Regions from separate parts of the Mus musculus genome. Here all the other regions are linked to region 2. The links are chromatin contacts, called in public promoter capture Hi-C maps. All regions are on one chromosome and are shown on one strand. The core of a region is the stretch at or near the end of the contact, and the rest is flanking DNA. Distances in the headings are between cores, read along the strand shown. Region 1 holds the start of Hcfc1 (host cell factor C1). Region 2 holds the start of Nsdhl (NAD(P) dependent steroid dehydrogenase-like). Region 3 holds the start of Ikbkg (inhibitor of kappaB kinase gamma). Region 4 holds the start of Fam3a (family with sequence similarity 3, member A). Region 5 holds the start of Irak1 (interleukin-1 receptor-associated kinase 1). Region 6 holds the start of Taz (tafazzin). Region 7 holds the start of Gdi1 (guanosine diphosphate (GDP) dissociation inhibitor 1).

Region 1 (2,889 bases), core at 163-2,662, 1.0 Mb before region 2:
TGGCTGCGGGTAGCCTGGTGCGCTGCAATTCAGAGCGCGTGGCCGAGTCCTTCGGGAGGCGCGGGCGGATGTGGAGACGCCTCGGGGTGTTGCTGGCGCTCCTGGGAGCGGGCAGCAGCTCCGCCCCTGTGAGCTCATGGCGTCACCTTCCGCTCTGGCCCCGCCTGCAGCTACCCGCTGTAGCTGGGTTCTAAGTGTCGCAGAGTGTTCGGAGCGGGAAAAGAGATGCTTCTCAGCAAAGGGTGCAATCGCAGTATTCTTTGCCACCCTTAACTACCATGTGTCATGCCGCCACTGCTAGTTAAAGGCCATTTCTCTGGTTTGTGTCCCATCAGCGACCTGGGAGACAGTTCCCAGGGGGCGTGGCCAAGCGACTGAACGGAGTTAGATTTTCATCCGGGCATCCCTAGATGCCGCGGCCATCTTTGTTTTGTGCTGAAACTCGCTATTGACGCCCGCAGACGACCGGGCGTGGGGAAGTGGCAAGATGGCGACTCCCAGAGTGGAGGCGTGGAAGAGCCCTGGTGGGGGGGAGTGCAGGGCGGGGCACTACTGCACCTGACCTGAACTCTACTGTCTCTAGCTTACTGCACAGAGCACCAACTCGCCCGCAAATAGACAACGCACTGGTTTTTAAAGAAGCTTTTAATTCTTTATGAGCTTTGGGTCCTTTAAGAGGCTTGAGACCAGAGTCAAAGACGTGCGAAGGCGGGGAGGAGGGGGAAAGGTGACGTCTTCTGACCCCGCCCCCTCGCCCGATAGCCGCCATGTTTAGTTGTTACTTCTTCACACAAGATGGCGGCTCCCAGGGAGGAGGCATGATCGCCCTGCCGTTACCGCTTCTTCTGCCGTACAATTGTCACTTCGGGTCTTAACTCCTGCTCTTTCGAGCGGCTCCTGTGGGAAGGAGTCTTAAGGAGGGAAGCGAGGATTGGACGCTGCCTTGCGTTTGGTTTGCTGTGGAAGAACTGTCCAGGAAGAAGAGGATAGGTGGGGTGGGGGGGGGAAGAGAAGCTAGTCTCAAGATGGCGGCTCCCAGGGCGGCCGCCACAGCCTGAATAGCAGAGGCGGACTCAAGGGAGAGGTGCAAAACCTCTCGAGCCATACGGGTCGGGGCTTCGAGCAGCAACTGAGAGTTGGAGCCCGTTCCGCCAGCCTCTGACACGCCTTTATTACTTAGGAACGTTGGGGTTCTGCGATCGGTGGTTGTACTAAGTGCTGGGTGGGGAAGCAGGACGGTTTCAAGATGGCGGCTTCCACAATTGTGGTCTGACTGTCGGCGAAGTTGAGACAACCGCGGCATTTGTGGCTCTTTTCCACCCGCCCCGGAAGCCAGCCAGTGCTGGGGACGGGGGGTGTGGGAACCGGGCCGGGGCTCCGCCATTTCCGGCGGGGGAGGGCTACGACTGAGGAAGGGAGGAGAGAGAGGCGGCTCAAGATGGCGGCTCCCAGAGCCTCCTGCTCGAGGTTCTAAGCGGGAACACCCAGGCAAATAGTTAGAGCGACGGCGCTCAGTGGCCTCCAGCTTCTCGGGAATAGGTGCTCTGCAGTTCTGAGAAGCTTTTAAGGATACGAGCTGAGTGAGAAGGGGGGGAAGAGCCAAAGGAAGGAGGATAGTTAAGATGGCGGCCTCCATGGAGTCGTCCACCGCTGTGTAAGGAGCCGCTTCTTCGTGAGAGCTGCCTTAGACGAAAGGGGGTGTGTGAAGAATTAAGGGTATCCTCCCATTCAGTGACCTCTTCCCACTGCATCCTTAACCGGAACTATGGCTTCGGCTGTGTCTCCCGCAAACTTGCCAGCGGTGCTTCTGCAGCCCCGCTGGAAACGGGTGGTGGGCTGGTCGGGTCCCGTGCCCCGACCCCGCCACGGCCACCGTGCAGTGGCTATCAAGGAGCTTATAGTGGTGTTTGGCGGCGGCAACGAGGGGATAGTGGACGAACTACACGTGTACAACACTGGTAAGTGCTACCGCCCTGGGTTTCTCAAAGTCTTCCCTCCATCTCTCTCCTAACCCTTCTTTTCCCTATCTTCTCTTTTCCTATCTCACTCCCCTGATGTGTTTTCCTTCTCTCTTTGCACTTATTGCCATCTTTGCTTTCTCCCTGATTTTTCAACCCCCGTTCTTACACCCCCGTACTCTTCTGTGTTTAAAGGTTGCATTTCGGTACTTAGAGAAACCCTCTACTCCGACTGGTGAGGGGGAGGGGATGTCGCGGGCGACAGTGACTTCAGACGTACACCGTTACCCAGTGGGCTGGGGCTGGCGCGGCAGCGGATGTGTTCTCTTGGCGCAGGCGGAATCCTCCCCCCTCCTGCGATAGTCCTCATCTCCAGCGCCCATGCTCGTTCGGGAGAAAAGATAATATTTAGATCACAGATCCGTTCTCTACACCCAGAAAAAAAGAGGGAAGCATTCTTTAAGGTGCAGGCTTTTAACAGACTAATGAGACCCTCGTGGCAAATACGAATGGCATGATGACTATACTGCCCCCCCCTACACACACATGGGGGTATTGTACCAGTTGTGAATTTTTGTAGTTTTTTTTTCCTTCAAATTATTTCTTTTCCTAATCTGGTGCCTTAACAATTGAGTTCCCCCACCCCGCCCCCCATAGCAGACTGGAGGGCTCAGTGTGTCTTTTGTGTGTGTGTGTGTGTGTGTGTGTGTGTGTGTGTGTGTGAGAGAGAGAGAGAGAGAGAGAGAGAGAGAGAGAGAGAGAGAGATTGAAGGGGTTAACTAGTGCCTCCTTCCCCAAACCCAAGCCCTTGCAAATTGGGAGGAGCCTATCTGCAGGTATAGCTGATCTAAAGCCTGGCCTCTGTCCCCTCCCTTATGGGAGCCACATGTTGTTCCTTGCTTGCTTCCCTTGCTCTGTCTTTAGGGCAGAA
Region 2 (2,729 bases), core at 180-2,679:
GTACAAAGTAAAGAGAGTGATTACCTTTACAGAGAAGGTGACAATAGCTGAAGACCAATACTAGGCTTGCTGGTGCATACCTTTAATCTAAGCACTCAGGAGGCAGTGGCAGATGGATCCCTGTGAAGTTTGAGGGCATCCTGGTTTACATAGTGAGTGCCAGGTCAGCCAGAATTACAGAGTGAGACCCTATCTCAAAACAAAAAAATTATATCTACCTGTGAAATTTTCTCAAAGAATTAATCAAAATACTAAAAAATTTTAAAAAGTTCATGGGACTGGGTAAGGTCAGTGAAGGAATGTATCAGCCGCAAAAATAGTGCCCTGGGTGAGAGTGAGCCAGAGGGGGAACAGTGTGGGTGTGATGGGAGAAGGAGGAATTTCATGGCAGGCTTTGCAGATTATGGTGAGAACTCCAGCTCATACTGCTGAGGAAGGGCTGAGGAGGAACAGAGAAAACAGAGGACAATTCAAGGACGGAACTGTGAGAACTCAGAGGCTGGATATGGGGGATTGTTGCTGCAGTGAACAAAGGAGCCAAACAAGACACAAAAGTTTTGAAGCCGGTTCCTGGCTTAAAGGAAAGAGGGCAAAGGGCCTATATTACATTTATGGGGAGCTGTTAAGTCTCAGGCCTTTCTCAGTTTGAGAGACTGATACTGTGCCCTTAAAGTCCCTAAACTGATTTTCTTTGCTTTGAGGGACGTAGAACATAGAATCTGTGTTCGACCCTGGGCCTTCATTACTCCTGGCACAGCTCCAGGTAGCCCCAACCCGTTGTGCACTTTGCCCTTTAATTCTCTTTACATTCCATACTTCCAAAACTCCTGTGGCTTTGCTTTCAAGGGAGTCTCATTCAGGAATGCTCCTTCCCATGTGACTTGAGTGTCTGTACGTCTAACAGGACACATTTTGATGAGTTTTGAAGATCTAAAAGTCCCCAGCCCATTCCCCTGAGAGCTAAAGTGACTCTTGTAGAGCTAATGTAAAGACAAAGCCTCATGTGGATTGGGTTTCTAAGCCCCAGCCCTGTGAACCACTGACACAATACTCAGCATGCCCACTCCAGTTTCGAGGTCTCAGCTTCTCCTGGCACAGTCACCCCTCCAAACCATTTGGTCATATCTTGCTGGCCCCTCAGATGTTCTGTGTCCCCCAACTCGGTTTTAAAATGGGTCCCACCCATTCCCTCCTACTTCCTCCAGGCTCTGTCACCCACACGCAGCAGCCTCTAAGGGCAAGCCCGCAACTCTTACCCGGTTTAGACACTCAAATGATCGACCTCAGCTTGCAGACAACCGGCAACCAGAGAAGTCTGGCTGAACACCCGCCACCCTTTTCTACTGATAGATATGAGCCCACAATCAGCAGAGCTTCCTTCATAATGTTGATTGGTCTAGCTTGGCTCTGGCGCAACCAATTGACGCTCACAGCATGATTTTGCCCAATGAGGCTAGTCTTTGGCTGCCGACGCACCGCCCTCTTGCTCTTGGGCGAGTTTTGCCAGGTTAGCCCCACCTCTTCGTTCCCAAACCAATGGGAAGCGGGCTGTGCGCGCGTGGAGCAGTGGGAACGCCGCTGAGGCTGCGAGTACGCCGTTGCCTTAACAACCGGTGGCAGAGTCCGTTGGGTGATGGTAAGTGCTAGGGATTCGGTGGACCCCACGCGGCGTCCCCGGTCCTTTCCTAGGCCTCGGTGCAGCCTTGCTACCTTTCTTGCACGGTTCTTGGCGTTGACGCACTAGTTCTTCCTTGGAGCTGTGTGCCGGAAGGGTAGAAGAGAAAGTACAGCCGCCAGCAGCTTGCCTTGCCTGCTCTTTCCCACTACCCCCTCCTCGCCCAAGTCACCTTCAGCCACCCCCGCACAAACTGCCTCTGGACCTCCGCTGGCTTTCAGGAAACAGCAGGGTGACCATTCTATTGCTTCCCTTAGACTTCCGCCTCAGTCAAACTCAGGCCTCCTGGCCGCGGCCACCCAGTTAAAGTTTATGCATTGGTGCTAAGAGGTTTACTGTGTTCTGATGGTCGCAAACGCTTTCAGGAGAGGCTGTGAGAAAGCACGCAGGTGCAAATGGTTTGATTTTTATCACTTTGTACCGGCATAATTTTTATCTTAGTAAGTTTACATTTAGCCAAATTTAGGCATAAGTAATTGGAGGAGCAGAGTTCTTGGGAACTGGCACCACAAGTAGATGTTTTAAGTACATTTCTAAAACCGAGAGTACGGAAATCATATACAGTTGATCATCCATAACTGTAATTGGTTTCTCAAAGAGCTTTTGATGATGCTTTTTTAGATTTAAAAATGACTGAAATTGAATCTCCTAAAGTGACACATGGATTAATGGTACAATTGCATGAACTTTCTGTAGTATAAACTTTAAGACAGTGGAGGTCAGAGTTATGTCTTCTCATGAAGGCTATGTTAACACTAGAAATTCATATTCATATATTCACTTGCTCTATGTTGATCTATACAAGAACAAGGAGGAAAATGGTAATATACTATTTTAAAACAAAAACTCTCTTCTATTTGGTGGCTCCCCAATGAAATATAGTTGAATTTAGTCATATGAGACATCACATTAAGACAAATTTACAGTTATATTAGAAAATAACCTCATTATTGCCAATTTCTTTTTTTATAACTTAGTAAAAACTGACATATATAAATTGAAATAGTTTTAAGTTGAGAGAAAGTTTTTTCTTCACAGAGGTTTGTGCTATTTG
Region 3 (2,877 bases), core at 151-2,650, 1.5 Mb before region 2:
TGTACAAATCATACATCATGCATGCATGTGGGGGGCACACACACAAATAGTAATTTTTGTAGCATGCCAATTATGTCTCAAGAAAGCTGTTATTGAAAATCGCAATGGGTGGAGCAAGAGAGATAATGGTTCAGGGATTAAGAGCACTTGTTGTTGCAGATGTGGCTCACAAACATCTGTAACTCCAATCCAAGGGGATCTGAAACCTTCTTCTGACTCCCTTGGGCACTAGGAAAGCATAGCAAAGCACCTATACACATAAAATAACATCTTCTGTAGAAAAGAAAATAATCATGGTAAAGGATTGTAATGGGGTGTGGATTAAAGTTAACTATGAGCTGATAGTCACAGCTAAGAAATGTGTACATGGAATTTACTATATTATTATTTCTACTTTTGTACATTTTAAATTTTTTCAGTAATTCAAGGCTGACAGCGCTATCATCTTTCACCTGCATTACTGCAATAATCTCTTTACGGGTCACCATGCTTTGCCTTTTCAATGGCCCTTTGCAGTTAATTGGCCCCACTGGGGCCAATTACCTCAAAAATAACTCAAACTACTTCTCTTCTCTACCATGAACTCTTTCAGAGTTTCCATTTCTCCTAGTGTTAAAAAGCAAAGTCCATACAACAGCCTACAAGATCCTATACCACCTATACTCCCTTCCTTCCTCTCCACCAACTATTCTCCCTTGCCCTCTCTGGTCCTTCCTTTTTCCTAGGAAATGCCAAGACAACACATTCCTTCTCAGGTCAGATAAATGTTATGAGGACAGGCAAACAGATTACTATGAATCATTTGCAAAGTAAACTGAGGTGCAGAAGGTAAGACCTTTAGTTGTGAAGGTACACGTGAAAACTTTTTAAAGACTTCAAATGCACTCAAGTTTGATAAACAGCCTAGCCTGATGGCGAACACCTGTTGCTCTAGCACTCGAAAGGCTGAGGCAGAACTTTGAGTTCGAGGTCTACCTGGCCTACAGTGCAAAACGTGTTTCAGAAACAGTTTGATCAACAGAAAATGTCTGCTACCTAAAGAGTTCTAGCACTAGGGGCCAAGCCCTTAGGCGACAGCTGCAGTGAAGGGAAGGGCAGATTCAATCCGACTAGCCTAAATAATCTGGGTAGCGAATAATTAGAAGCTTGCGGCAGAACAAACTGGGCCTAAGGTGGGGGGAAGGGTGTGGACCTCTGGAGTCTCGGAAGCTACGAAACAGCCACCGATGGAGCCCTGTCTTTGGAGAAGAGGACCACACCTGTCAGCAGAGTCGGCCAGAAGTGAAGAGGGCAGGAGCAGAGGGATCCGACCGCTCCGACAGAACCGGAGCTCCTAGAAAGTCCTAGTCAGGCGGTCACCCTTCCCTTCTCTGCAGTGGAAAACTCCACTTCCGGCTTCCGGTGTCGTAAGTGCGGGATCCGGAAGTAAAACACAGACTCAAAGGCTTGGAGATTAACCAGTGAATCAAAACCCCAAAGTGCCATACTCTGTTCCAAAGAAAAGTCTTAGATCGCCAGCCTGCGTCGGCCAGCAGAACACCAGAGCTCTCCTCACTGATAAACATCACACACTTATACACACACTTTTTTTTTGAGACAGGGTCCCATAAGACCAGGGTCTCGAACTCAGAGATCTACCTGCCTCTTTTTTCCCGTCTGCTAGGATTAAAGTAGTGCGTCACCACGCCCACACTCGCCCCTACCCCATTTTCAAGGCACCGCATCCGCACTAAAACACCCAAGTTTCAGTCTGGTCCTGCTACTGGGCTCTCTGCCGCTGGGCCCCCACCAAGGAAAAAGCCTAGAGGAAGCTGCGAAAGTCCAGCTCCGAAGCCAAACTAGCAGCTAGGGAAGGCGTGGCTATGCTGCTAACGGAAGTGGGGTCATCCGGGAAGGTGCAGGGCCTCGAAGGTCCAGCGGAAAGCTAGGCCATACATAATGGCTGGGTGACACAGGAGACGGGGACCCAGGAGAACTGTGTGGAGCTGCACTTATGACAAGACTTTGCGATCTCGAAATTGTAGGGGCAGCGGCATCGGGGAAGGCCAAAGGGCGGGGCTGGCCAGGGATGCGCGCGCATCTCCTCCTGCAATGATAGACTAGCCCGAAGCTCCTCCCCTCCTGCCTCTCCTGAGGCGGGTCAGCTCAGTCAAAGCACACGCCCTCTTGCGTTAAATGGGCCAGCGAAGCTTAGCCCCCGGAAACTGGCTGTGCGCTACAGATCTGTGAACGTGTTTGGCAGCGGCAACTAAACTCAGGTAAAGGGGTGGTCTGATGGCATGTCGGTGGAGGGACATGCTTCACGCTTGTACGCCGCGAGTCCCTTTGATGCGCGCTAATCTACAAGTTTTTAACCCATCCCTTTGTATCCCGCACTTTCCCCGCATTGGGCCCATGAGGACTAGACCTTTAGAAGAGAAGGGACTTTCGGGGATCACCCAACTGGGCCAGAAGAGAGCCGGAGCTGAACTCCATCATCTGCACAATCAAACGTGCTCAGTTCATTGTGGAGTTTCTGGCAGACACCCGAGTACGATACGATGGTCCCATATACAGAGTGTGATGCCGTAACCAGATTTTATCTAGCTGCCCACAGTGGATGTCCTAGGTGAATTATATTAAAGCTTTAGTACTTTCGTAATGTACAGCCCCTAGCGAAGGCAACTTTGGAGGTTATGGCTGGAGCTCAGAGGCAGCAGTTTCTGAATCTCCGAATGCATGTATGCTCGCGCGCGCGCGCGCGCGCGCGCGTACACACACACACACACACAGAGCATTCCCGGCCAGTGGTTTTAGTAATCGTCACCAGCCTGGTGAGAACCCAAAAGACCCTTGGATAAGGTTAAGTTGTCAATGCTCTTTCGTTCTCCTACCATA
Region 4 (2,700 bases), core at 56-2,555, 1.5 Mb before region 2:
GAGGAAGTACTCAGTCAATATGGAAACTACTGTATTCTTTTTTTTTTAATATTCATTTTGTTGTTGTTGCTGTTACTATTTTATCTTTACTTAATGTTTTATTTTAAAAATTAATTATTATTTGTGTGTGTGTGTGGAGGAGGAGGAGGAGGAAGAGGAGGAAGAGATCAGAGAGGTGCCAGATCCCCTGAAGCGGTTGTGAGCTGCCTTATGTGAGTGTAAGGAATCCAGCCCGGGTATCCTGCAAGAACAGTATGTGCCCTTAACCACTGAGTCATCTCTCCAGCTTCCTACAATTTTTGAAATTTTATTTTTTTTATATAAGTGGTTTCCCTACATGTACCACATGTGGTACGTGTACCACATGCATGCCTGGCGCCTGAGATGGTCAGAATAAGACATCAGATTCCCTGAGACAGGTTTCATGCAGCTAAGGCTGACCTCAAAGTTGCTAAGTGGCCGAGGATGCTTTAAACCCTTTATCCTCCTCTCCCGTCTCCACTTTCCAAGTGCTGAGATTACAAGTGTAACCAAATTGAAAACGCTATCATCTAACCAAAACAGTGCTTCTGTAAACTTTTCTGTATTTTGGAGCATTATGGAAGTGGGGTGGAGTTCCTGTAAGTAAGACCATTGGGTCAAAGGACAGGAATGCAGCTGCCTGAGACACAGATAGATCCAGCTTAAAAGGACTGGCCCAGCTGCCCTGGCACTGTAGGCGGTCAGGGGAAAAGGCTCAAACATGAGGGTCAGGAGCAATGTTCCAAACATCCCTTCACTGATTGATACATAAAACAGAACGCTCTCACGAAAGAACACTAAGCAGAAAGAAAGCAACCAAAGGCTCAGGTTTACCTCCGCATGTGCTTCTGAACCGTCCATGCTCTTAAAGAACACATATCAACCTTAAGTCATTATCTGTGTCCCCGCATCCATCCTCTTATGAGCCATGAAAGCTCTGATATCAAGTCACAATCGGAGCTTCAGCTCATCAAATATAGAAATAGATCGCTCACCTAAGAGGACGTGTGGAGGAAGTGGGAATGGGGGCTCTGGTGTTTTATGCCCGTAATTCCAACATTTGAGAGCCTGAAGCAGGTGAATCGCTCCAAGTTTGAGAACAGCCTGGGTTACATAGAGTTAAGCAAACATGAACTGTAAAGTGTATAGTACCTCAAAGTCTAGAAGGAGATTTCATCTTGAAGCAGTGACACTGTAGGAAGCTAGGCGGCTCAGCTTTAGCACAAGAGGAGTGCACAGCCACACTCGGCACCTCCCACCCAGCCTCTGGAGGAGAGGGAGGAGGCCGGTCTGGAGGTGGAGCCTCCGTGAGGACCTGCGGACCTACAGCACAGCCTATGGGCCTATGGCGGAGCGACGCCTGTGGGCTGTGGCCTTCTGCGGGCGGCCATTGTCGTGCCTGATAAGCTTTTCTACGTGACTCACTTGCTTCACCTAGCCGGCAGAGCGAGACAACTGGGTAACTCCCTGATCCGGTCTGCTTCTCCCTACACCCAGACAACATCCTTGGCCCGCCCAATCTCTGCCACCAGCCTCGAGCGGATCGACCTGAGCCCCGGGCCTAGCACCGGAGGGATCCGGGTGGAGAAGAATCATTGCTACGCTCCAGTCCTGGAGTCTGTTAGCCAGACTGTGAGGCGCAACGGATTCCTAAGGCTCTCCTGGCCAGGCAGGACTTCTCCCAGCACTCACGAGGAACTGAGCCTGGACTGGTGTTTGGAGGAACAAGTCATAACACCGATCGCTCCCAGCACAGACTTGCCACTGCCCCCACCCCCAAACCTACTCTCTCCTGTTTCATTCCCCCCAGAACCCACAGTTCCCAAACAGTGCACCTGCGGGAGATCTCAACCCAGCTGGAGAAGTGGACATGAGGTTGGCAGGTGGGTGGCTTCCACAGCGAACTGAAGAGAGGCCAGGTGTCCTAGTGCCTGTGTTAGGAGAGGCCTGGGTGGTCACTGGTTTGTTTATTTATTAATGGATGACTGTGCACAAGCACTCATTTTATGAGCAAATTCACCTCTGAGGACTTCAGCTTCCCAAACTATAAGGATTGATTTTATATAGAGAGATAGATATAGATAGATGTTGATAATATATATAATCAATATATATAAGTTAAGGATATATATATATATATATATATATAAAATCTCCAGAGATTGAATGGATGGAGAGGAGTGGATAGTAGAGATAGAGAGATGTAGCCAGAAGAGAACTGACTTAGGTGCCTTTGAGGTTGGGTATGATCTAAGTGGTAGCTCTGCTGTCAGCTGGACTACAAACATGAATGTGCCTTGGAGGGACTGTTTGGGGTGAGAGTAGAATTTGAAAACTGGTAAAGTAGCAGCTTTGTGGATAAGTCCAAATTGGACATTAAGGAACTGGCTGGGAGGATATGAGTTCAAGACAGATCTGGGCTGGAGGTGTAAGGTGTCATTGCTGCATGGTGAAATCTCCCATACAGTATGAAGATGGGAGAAGGCAGCCTGGAAAAGAACACCTTTTGAGGAGAGAGTAATGGAACACAATCTAACCAACAAAGGGAGTCCCAGAGAATGGGGTCAGGAGACAGTACTGTCCTGGAATCTAGTAGTGAAGTGTCAAGAAAGAGCAGTCAGACAATCAGAAATGTGACATCATAAAAGTCATAGGTGGTCTTGTTTGGAAGGTTATTTA
Region 5 (2,745 bases), core at 238-2,737, 1.1 Mb before region 2:
CGCTTTACAAGCATGCTTTCAGCTGGCCAAACAAGGAATACCAAGTTGCTGCCTGTGGATCATCCCTGGGCAGTGAGAAGTGAGAAAAGTTTAGAGGTACAGAACTCCAGCAAGCTCAAGGTGTGTTCAAGAGAGGAGCTGGGTTTAGGAAGTTTTCCCCACAGCTGTTTATGTTCAATCTTATCAGGAATGGCTACAGCAGGGGTGTATATGCAAACTCAATTTCAGAACAGAATAAGTTCTTTTCAGGACACCTACTAAACAGGGTTTGGGTTTTTTGTTTGTTTTGTTTTTTGTTTGTTTGTTTTTTTCAGGTTTGGTCTTGATCTGAGGTAGGGTTGCACTTTGTATCCCTGGCTGACCTGGAACTTAAACCATGCTAACCTCAAATTCACAGAGATTCACTTGCCTTTGTTTTCTGGGTGCAGGAATTAAAGGGGTGTACCACCAAGCCCAACATCTAAAGAGTTCTATCTGGCTTAAGGCTGTTGGTGTATATAAGTTCAGGTGGGTGGACAGAGGCTGGCTATGCCATCTTCCTAACAGCTCTTTTAAAGAGCTGGGCTTTAGTGATTTGTACTTGAGGAAGACCACCTGAGCAGGGAGCACTATCCAAGCCATACAGTCTGTGCAGGTGAGTGGCAATGGCTAATGCTAAGAGTAGTGCACTCATATGAAGAGGACTTCAGAGAGCATAATGAGAAAGTAGTGTGCGCTGAGATGTGTGTCATAGTGACCAAAAAGGCCAAAGAAAACCCTGAATGGAGAACAGTAGAGGAATAGGCAAGAGACACTCATTCATGTGGCTAAAGGTCACAACAGGTGGTATCACCAACAACTACTCTAGAAAGGGGTAGGAGAAGCTGCTAGACCCTACTATCCTTATGGAGAGAAGTGCAAACTAAGATAAAAGTGTGACAGAAAAAGGAAAGGGACATTTAGAGCCGAACACCATGTGTATGTTAAGAGACATAAATGTGTTAGTTGGAAAGCTAATTAGAATCCTGCACAGGCAGATTCTGTGATCTAACACTTGCTGGCCCAGCTGCTGGAAGGTTCCTGGGGGCGTGGTGGGGGCATGGAGATCTAGCACACAAGCAGTAGCATGGTATACACTCTTCCAGACCATTCTCAGGGCATCCATCCTTATCACCAAATGACTACAGTCTGCCAGAGGGCCATTTTGTTACCCATATTTAACCCTGACTGACCAACAATTTGGCTGGCTCTCAAACTGCTCCCCAACTAAAGCGAGGGTAGCCTCTCCGTGACTTTCACCAGGCTTGGCATAAACTGCCTTTGTAGAACATCGTGTAAAAACATCGTGCCCTTTGTCTCTAGAACTGGAAGTCATTCTTCATCCTGTTCAGCCCTATTCAGATGTTTGTGTAGGACCACAGACCTCGGTTCTCCCATTAGGGACTCCCTCCTACGTAGCAGAGCTCCTTCCCCGCGTCAAGGGCGGCGCGGGACGCCCCCGTGTGGCGGAAGGCCGCGGAGGGCAAGATGGCGGCGGGTCGAGCGCCGCCTCTTCCGCCCGGCCGGGTGTCGCACGAGGCCGGCCTGAAGGGGAAGTGAGTCAGTGTCCGCGGACCCGGCCCGCTAAGGCCCGCGCCCGCCGAGGCCCCGAGAGGCCTCGGCCCGGGGGCGGCGGCGGCGGCCATGGCCGGGGGGCCGGGCCCCGGGGAGCCTGTGGTTCCAGGCGCCCAGCACTTCTTGTACGAGGTGCCACCCTGGGTTATGTGCCGCTTCTACAAAGTGATGGACGCCCTGGAGCCCGCCGACTGGTGCCAGTTCGGTGGGTGACGGCAGGCCGGCGTGGGGTGGTGGACTCAGGCTTCTGGAGCTGAAGCCTGATGTTCCCCATCCCGCAGCGGCCTTGATCGTGCGCGACCAGACAGAGCTGCGGCTGTGCGAGCGCTCCGAGCAGCGCACAGCCAGTGTTCTGTGGCCCTGGATCAACCGCAACGCGCGCGTAGCTGACCTCGTTCACATCCTCACGCACCTGCAGCTGCTGCGTGCGAGGGACATCATCACAGCCTGTGAGCGAGCATAGCCCCAGGGACCCTAGGGATGGGAACCCAAGAGGGGTGACGGGTACAGAGTTTCCTGAGACAGGGAACCATATGGGAACTCCCCCCCCCCCACCCCTTCACTTAGAGATAGAGAGCTCTGAGTCACAACCCTCCTTTCCTTCCTTGTTATCCCAGGGCACCCTCCTGCCCCCGTTGTGCCCCCAAGCACCGCTGCCCCAAGGCCCAGCAGCATCTCTGCAGGCTCTGAGGCCGGGGACTGGAGCCCCCGGAAATTGCAGTCCTCTGCCTCCACCTTCCTCTCCCCAGGTAAAAAGAACCCGGGTGTTGGGCTTGATATGCCTGAGGAAAAGGCCACCATGACTGCTGACATGGCTGTAGACTGCTGCTGGTCTCTGCCTCTCACTGCCATCTTTATGAAGCTTTTCCAGGCTCCCAGACCCATTCTGAGTCAGAGCTCCTCCAGGTTCCACTCCCTGTTTCCCTCGGGCCACCACTACCATCTTCAGCCCCTTCCTCCACCAAGGTAGGTGTCTCTTAACCCCCAGGGAATTTTCCAGACAAAGAGGAAGAAACTTAACCTTTGGTGTACCACAGAGCCCAAATCAGCACAGCCAGGTCATCTGAGAGACAACTAGTGTTGAAGGGAGCTTTCAACCTGGACCAAAGGGAATAGATAGGGTCCTCGCCTGGTCCATGGTCTCTTCCAGCA
Region 6 (2,835 bases), core at 273-2,772, 1.4 Mb before region 2:
AGGAGTGGTAGATTCAGAAGGGACTGCAAATACAGCTTCCTTGAATTCTCACACCAGAGTTTTGGACTGCAGAGATTCTAAGTGATCATCCCTCTTCCTATTCTCTGCCAACTATACTGCCATATCATGGCTCCCCTAAGTCCTTCTAAGACAGACGCATTGACCACCAGCTTCCTTGTCCCCAAGGGAGGCCTGGACATGCCTCCCAGAGGAGCAGCTCACCTCGACACACAGGCACACATTTGCCCAAGCTGAAGAAATGGGAGTGCAGCTCCTTGGTGAAGCAGATGTCTGCAGCTGCTGGGGTCCTAGAGCAGCAATAGACCCAATCATCCCTGCCTCCAAGACTTCCCATTGCTTGTCCCCAACTCTCCCCACCCAATATAATGCCTGCCATCACTGCCATACAGAATGAAGCTCCAAGAGAAGGCCCTAAGGAGCCCCACCCATGCCCTTCCTGGAAGGCTGGATGCCAACTCCTGAGCAGAGAAAGGCAAATCTGGGCAGAAATGGATGGGTCACTTCAAGGGGCCCATTCCTCCTCACCAACGCATCAACTTCAGGTTCCAGATGTGGCGGAGTTTTAGGATCCCTGTGAAAAAGTAAAGTCCTTGATGTGACATGGCTACTTCCACACTCCTTTTAAATTTCTGATATCCTGTCTAAATCACATTCCCTGGAGGAATCCTAAGGGGGACACACAAAACTTCCAGCAGTTAGGCAGTATATCCCCCAAACAAGGTAAAGTTTTTCAAAAGAGCCTGGTGGGAAGTCAATCTGTCTTTGGTGGGGGCCTGTTCTTGTTTTGCCTCCCTGAACCCAGCACACTGGCACCATACCCCAGAGATGAGGGTCATCCATGCAAGACTGGTGGTTGGAGACGGTGATAAGGGGGGTGGCAGGGCCTCGGTTCTCAATGAGCTCATACAGCACTTCCTTGTTGTGCACGGTGAGGTGGTTCATGTACTCTGGGAAGAGAAGTCAGTCCCAAGCTCTAGGTCATTTCCACCTGCCCGAGGCTTCTTACTGTGCCAGAAAAGCCCCTGCCATATTCCCAGTCCGAAAACCCCCAGCCAGGCCAGAGGCCTGTGAACAGACTCTGCCTTGGCCTTTTGCCACTCACTGGTCCAGAAGCAGCTGTAGGTGCCAACTAGGCCCATGACGACGCTGCTGGCTAGAGTCCAGGTGAGCCGGGGCACCGCGGGGAATGGCCACTTCACATGGAGGGGCATCTCCTCCGGCTCCGGCCCCGCCCCCGGAGCCCAGAGTTCCTCTTGCCCCAGGCCAGCCGATGTCCTCTACCACTCAGGAGAAGGATCTCCAACAGACTGGCAGAGGACTAGACTAAGGTCACCTGGTGGAACAGCTCAGCACCTCCCTAGCACTGTTCTCTGGATAGAGAAGAGCCGCTGCTCAGGCGACGAGACGGGACTGCTGTACAAAGCAATGCGCACTAGAAACCAAGTCTTGACGGCCTCACTCGACGAATCAGCCGGAAAGCAACTCGAGGAAGCGTCCTTGCCTGTTGTCGCAAAACATGCCTAGGTTGCTTGACGGCTGCCAGGGCGGGTCTACGCCAGCCTCGCTCCGGCCCCTCCCCCGTCAAGGTTTTGGCTCCAAACCGCCTTAAGCAGTGCTGCGTCTCTTTGATTCCATAATTCTAGTGTCTACAGGCGACATTAGCTACACAGCACCATTACCTGAAGCTACGCAAGTCGTAGGCTGGTGGAAACTTTTTACTTGTTCTCTTTCCCTGTCCCACCCGATGTGTATCCGGTTATGCATGCTTCTGAAGGCTCACACAGAGACCGGAAAAGGGCATCGGGTGTCCGCGTCTATTATTCTCTGCCTTTTATTGTACTATTTCTCCCAGTGATCTGGGGGTTGGGGCATTTGGTTATCTCCACGATAGAGCATTTGCCTAGTATTCATGTGGTACCAGAACTAACAAATTTCTGCCATGAGGCATTTTTCTAAACTGCCACTCCAGTGGGGACCTGAACAGGTCAGTCGCGCTACCCATCCTGTGCATAAGGTCCTTTGCTTTGGGTTTTCTGAGCAGTCGTCACACAGGCAAACTTAATTTGGGAGTGCGCACCAACATTGTGGTTCAGGGCCTGAGGACCCTGAGAGAAGACTGCCTCTGCTCTGCTCTTTGCTGCAGGGGAACTGGCCAAAGAATGAGCAAGCCTACCTCACCTTTTTCCCTAGGTCCAGGTAACTGTTCAATGATAGACTGCTGCTTCTTGGCACGGGTGATAGTAGGCATGTTTGCGACAACAAGCAAGGACGCTTCCTCGACTTGCTTTCAGGCGGATTCGTCGAGCAGAGGCCGCCAGCTCCCCAAGTTGCTATTCGCTTGGCAAAAGAAACACCCATCATGGGCGGGGTGGGCCAGCAGGTAGCCAGTTCTCAGGCACAGCCTACTGGACAGGGATGTGGAGCTCAGCCTTGCTTATGGCCCGCCCCTTTGGGTGGGTCTGGAAACCAGCTCCTGGGCTGAAGGGTGGCGCTCAGCCTTGCTACTTGGGACGGGAAAGTTGTGGAGCCGGCCCCTTTGGGTGTGTCTGGAAACCCGCGCCTCTTCTTCCCATTTCCCCCCCACACACACCCAACTGCGCGTCCTTACCCGCCTTGGCTGGAGCTGCGATTCTGTGGAGTGGAATGTTTTATTCGGTTCAACGCTGAGGCAGGCGTGGGGCCGACTTGGGCTGTGGAGGTATGAGAATCCTGCGGGTAGGGAAAGGGAGGAGGTTGTCTCTACTGGGGAGGAACTTCAGAAGGAAAGGGAATTTCAAGCTAAAGCTGTCTTTGGAAGACTAGGAAGCATTATGC
Region 7 (2,700 bases), core at 57-2,556, 1.4 Mb before region 2:
CAATGAGTCTACAAGAAGAACCAATTCAAAGGACCTTTGAAAGAGAAGGCCAAGTCCTTGAAATCCCAGGCCCCACCCTGCTCCTCCTTCAAAGGGCAGGAGCCCCTGACTCTCTTCTGGCCCTATCCACTGGTCTAGACTCAGGGTTCAAACTAAAAAGATTTAGGCCGGGGGTGGGGGTTGGGGGGGGCGGGGGCAGGGAAGAGACAAACACCCTCACCAGTCAGTCACTAACCCAAGGACAAAGGCTGAGGATATATATTCAGTCTGAGATCTCCATGGGAAACCAAGTTGGGGCAGAGGTAAAGTGGTCACTACCCCCCCCCCACACCCCCCACACACACACTCCTGCTGTCTCTGGAACATTCCATGGGTTTCCTATCCCATCCCAAAAAGCAGAAAAGCATGATGAGGGCCCACCCTTGTAATGTCCCCATACCCATCTTCATATTCCATCCCCTAGTTTGATCACAAGATGGTAAGGGATGCTAATCAAGGCCTTGGAGCAGGTGATGAGTTCAGGCAAAGGGTGGGGGCTGGGTGCAATGGTTCCACTGTGTGTGTGGGGGGGTGAGTTTTCCACCTCGGTGATAGAGATAGGGAAGAATAGGGGTCTGAGGTTAAGTACTAGAGTGCAGGAACACAGGACAAAGTGGGGCCCTCTACAGAGAATTGGGAACTGGAATCGACATCCTAGGGTGAGGTAGTGGGTTGGGCATGGGGTTGGTTTTCCCAGGGCTGGAGCTAGGATGATGGGAGGATGGATCGGATACCGGACTCTGCATCAATGCGGGATGGAGTGGGGTGGGGAGGGATGGCGTGGGGTGGGGAGGGATGGCATGATGCAGGGCTATGAGAGCCTGAAGTGGCACTTACGGTAAGACCTGTCCCCAGCACAATCACATCGTATTCCTCATCCATGATCAGGCCTTGGTACCAGCGTCCGCTCTGCTCCTCCTCCTTCACCACAGCAGCCGCTACCACTACCTCTACTATTGCTACTGCTGCTACTGCCGCTGCTGCTGCTGCCCCTGCCGCTGCTTCTGTCACTGCCGCCGCACTGAACCAAAGATGGCGTCTGTCGGTTGTCTCCTGATCCCTACGCAGCGTTAATGAGTCCCTCTCTCTCTCCGCTGGCCCCGCCCCGCCCAACCAGTCATCATTTCCTTGCTTGTTTTCTGGGAGGGCTTCTGTCACCTGGGTCCCAGCACCAGAATGACTGCAGGGGTTATCGGGGCTCTTCGTGAGCCCAGAAAAATACGGGGCGGGGCAGGCCGGCAGCAGGTGCTGAGTCCTCCGAAAGATCCTTGCGCGGGAGCCGCGCGCGCCCCGCCCCGCCCCGCGCGCTCCCGTACCGCCCCCTGGGAGAAACACAAGGTATGGAAGCCCTGCTGTGTGTTGTTGCACAGTAGCGGAGCTACCATTGTCAGGATTCCTCCCAAGGCCAGGAAAAGTAACAAGCCTCTACTCTAAGTAGGTTTGTTAAGAGTATCAGCTTACTGAAGACCCTCCCACCCTTCCTCTCTCACCTCTTGCATGACTGGACTACATCTGAGCACTTCTTCCCTTCAGTCAAGAAAAAAAAATCTACTGTTCAGTGCAGAAATGAGTGACACGAAGCCCAACACAAGGCAACACGTCTTTATTTTATTAGGAAGGAAACAACAGAGCAACCCCCCACACACACCTCCGGCCTCTTGACAGGCAGTCTTTATGGGAATAATCCAGAAACCCAGTGAGCACACTTTGTTCACCAATCCTCGTGATGGTTTCTTCCTTCCCAGGCCACAGAAATAAACCCCAGTGTACCACTCACTCTTAACACATCACCCCTCCCCCCCAAAAAACATAACAGCTAAGCTGGACAGACAGTCAAGTAGTCTTTCCACACCTCGCAAATTCAAGGAACCTCAAGTTCATGGCTGTTGCTGGAAGCTCCATAAAGCTTGGGGAGTGAGCATTTACTACACAAAAGCACTATAAACAGCAAGGAATAATAGCAGAGGGGCAAGAATAAATAAGGAGAGAGGGTAAAGGGGAGACCCTAGAATTAAGGTCCCTTCCCCTCTTGATGATGAAGCCTGGAAGATTTATCTAATATCTATGAAGAATACACTTTGTTGGTAGAGATGGGGGATAGCCACAGGGGAGTCCCTCTCCGGGTTAAAGAGGAAGCAAGAGAGACTGAGGGTGGCGTATGTAGGGTTCATGCTATAGTAGGAAGAGGACAAACCTTTCCATCCACTGTGTCACAAAACAGAAACATGACAACCTAGACACCAATACTCCCTCAATTCCTCTCAGGTGTATGTCACACAATCTGGGTCAAAGTGATGGTGGGGCCCTTGTGGTCATCAAAGCGATCCATGGTCTTTAGGCTGAGTATCATGTGCAGACCATAGGTGAATATGAAAAGCATGAAGAGGGTGGTGAGCAGACCCATCCAGATGCCCGGAGAGAAGAAACCAGCACAGTCGCTAGCATAGGAGAACTGTTCACCAGTCACATTGAAGGCCTGGATCTAGGAGACACATTGACATGGATCAGATGGTTCCACAAGGTTCCACACACAGTAAGAGCTGGGATTCTGGAATCAATGAATAATCTATACCTTCAGAGACTGCACAAGGCTGGAACTCTCAGCTACATGCTCAAACCATACTGAGATTCTCTGGGCCCTTCTTCCCTCCCCTTACTGCC

Evidence for each region. Promoter capture Hi-C pulls out the DNA fragments that hold promoters and counts their contacts.
Region 1: a promoter capture Hi-C map of erythroid cells shows a contact between it and region 2, with 66 times the contacts expected there. The contact joins the promoter of Hcfc1 here to the promoter of Nsdhl in region 2. A contact is called at or near these places in 2 of 39 promoter capture datasets (erythroid cells and pre-B cells).
Region 3: a promoter capture Hi-C map of pre-B cells shows a contact between it and region 2, with 14 times the contacts expected there. The contact joins the promoter of Ikbkg here to the promoter of Nsdhl in region 2. A contact is called at or near these places in 10 of 39 promoter capture datasets (the 3T3-L1 cell line, the C10 cell line, cranial neural crest and 5 more), 3 of 484 Hi-C or Micro-C datasets (CD4 T cells, CD8 T cells and liver), 1 of 115 datasets of contacts at active chromatin or transcription factors (astrocytes) and 1 of 9 other capture datasets (liver).
Region 4: a promoter capture Hi-C map of erythroid cells shows a contact between it and region 2, with 57 times the contacts expected there. The contact joins the promoter of Fam3a here to the promoter of Nsdhl in region 2. A contact is called at or near these places in 2 of 39 promoter capture datasets (erythroid cells and pre-B cells).
Region 5: a promoter capture Hi-C map of pre-B cells shows a contact between it and region 2, with 5 times the contacts expected there. The contact joins the promoter of Irak1 here to the promoter of Nsdhl in region 2. A contact is called at or near these places in 3 of 39 promoter capture datasets (erythroid cells, liver and pre-B cells).
Region 6: a promoter capture Hi-C map of erythroid cells shows a contact between it and region 2, with 37 times the contacts expected there. The contact joins the promoter of Taz here to the promoter of Nsdhl in region 2.
Region 7: a promoter capture Hi-C map of erythroid cells shows a contact between it and region 2, with 16 times the contacts expected there. The contact joins the promoter of Gdi1 here to the promoter of Nsdhl in region 2. A contact is called at or near these places in 2 of 39 promoter capture datasets (cranial neural crest and erythroid cells).

What each region holds. Positions count from the first base shown.
Region 1 is chrX:73,964,880-73,967,768 of GRCm38.p6, reverse strand. It overlaps Hcfc1 (host cell factor C1), which reads left to right and starts at 1,412. Exons shown (of 26, transcript NM_008224.4): 1 at 1,412-1,958. The coding sequence starts at 1,766.
Region 2 is chrX:72,917,221-72,919,949 of GRCm38.p6, reverse strand. It overlaps Nsdhl (NAD(P) dependent steroid dehydrogenase-like), which reads right to left and starts at 1,429. Exons shown (of 8, transcript NM_010941.3): 1 at 1,257-1,429. It overlaps Cetn2 (centrin 2), which reads left to right and starts at 1,606. Exons shown (of 5, transcript NM_019405.6): 1 at 1,606-1,636. The coding sequence starts at 1,634.
Region 3 is chrX:74,428,204-74,431,080 of GRCm38.p6, reverse strand. It overlaps Ikbkg (inhibitor of kappaB kinase gamma), which reads right to left and starts at 1,400. Exons shown (of 10, transcript NM_010547.2): 1 at 1,260-1,400. G6pdx (glucose-6-phosphate dehydrogenase X-linked) reads left to right here and starts at 2,201. Exons shown (of 13, transcript NM_008062.3): 1 at 2,201-2,258.
Region 4 is chrX:74,391,879-74,394,578 of GRCm38.p6, reverse strand. Fam3a (family with sequence similarity 3, member A) reads left to right here and starts at 1,305. Exons shown (of 9, transcript NM_025473.4): 1 at 1,305-1,904. The coding sequence starts at 1,892. It also overlaps a transcript of Ikbkg not described here.
Region 5 is chrX:74,022,663-74,025,407 of GRCm38.p6, reverse strand. It overlaps Irak1 (interleukin-1 receptor-associated kinase 1), which reads left to right and starts at 1,487. Exons shown (of 15, transcript NM_001177973.1): 1 at 1,487-1,798; 2 at 1,875-2,042; 3 at 2,211-2,342; 4 at 2,456-2,559; 5 at 2,744-2,745. The coding sequence starts at 1,663. Mir5132 (microRNA 5132) reads left to right here and starts at 1,810; the gene lies at 1,810-1,880. Mir718 (microRNA 718) reads left to right here and starts at 1,472; the gene lies at 1,472-1,559.
Region 6 is chrX:74,281,405-74,284,239 of GRCm38.p6, reverse strand. Taz (tafazzin) reads right to left here and starts at 1,522. Exons shown (of 10, transcript NM_181516.6): 1 at 1,124-1,522; 2 at 840-968; 3 at 547-592; 4 at 223-308. The coding sequence starts at 1,232. It overlaps Dnase1l1 (deoxyribonuclease 1-like 1), which reads left to right and starts at 2,614. Exons shown (of 8, transcript NM_027109.3): 1 at 2,614-2,719.
Region 7 is chrX:74,303,618-74,306,317 of GRCm38.p6, reverse strand. It overlaps Gdi1 (guanosine diphosphate (GDP) dissociation inhibitor 1), which reads right to left and starts at 1,306. Exons shown (of 11, transcript NM_010273.4): 1 at 877-1,306. The coding sequence starts at 921. It overlaps Atp6ap1 (ATPase, H+ transporting, lysosomal accessory protein 1), which reads right to left. Exons shown (of 10, transcript NM_018794.4): 10 at 1,597-2,521. The coding sequence ends at 2,312.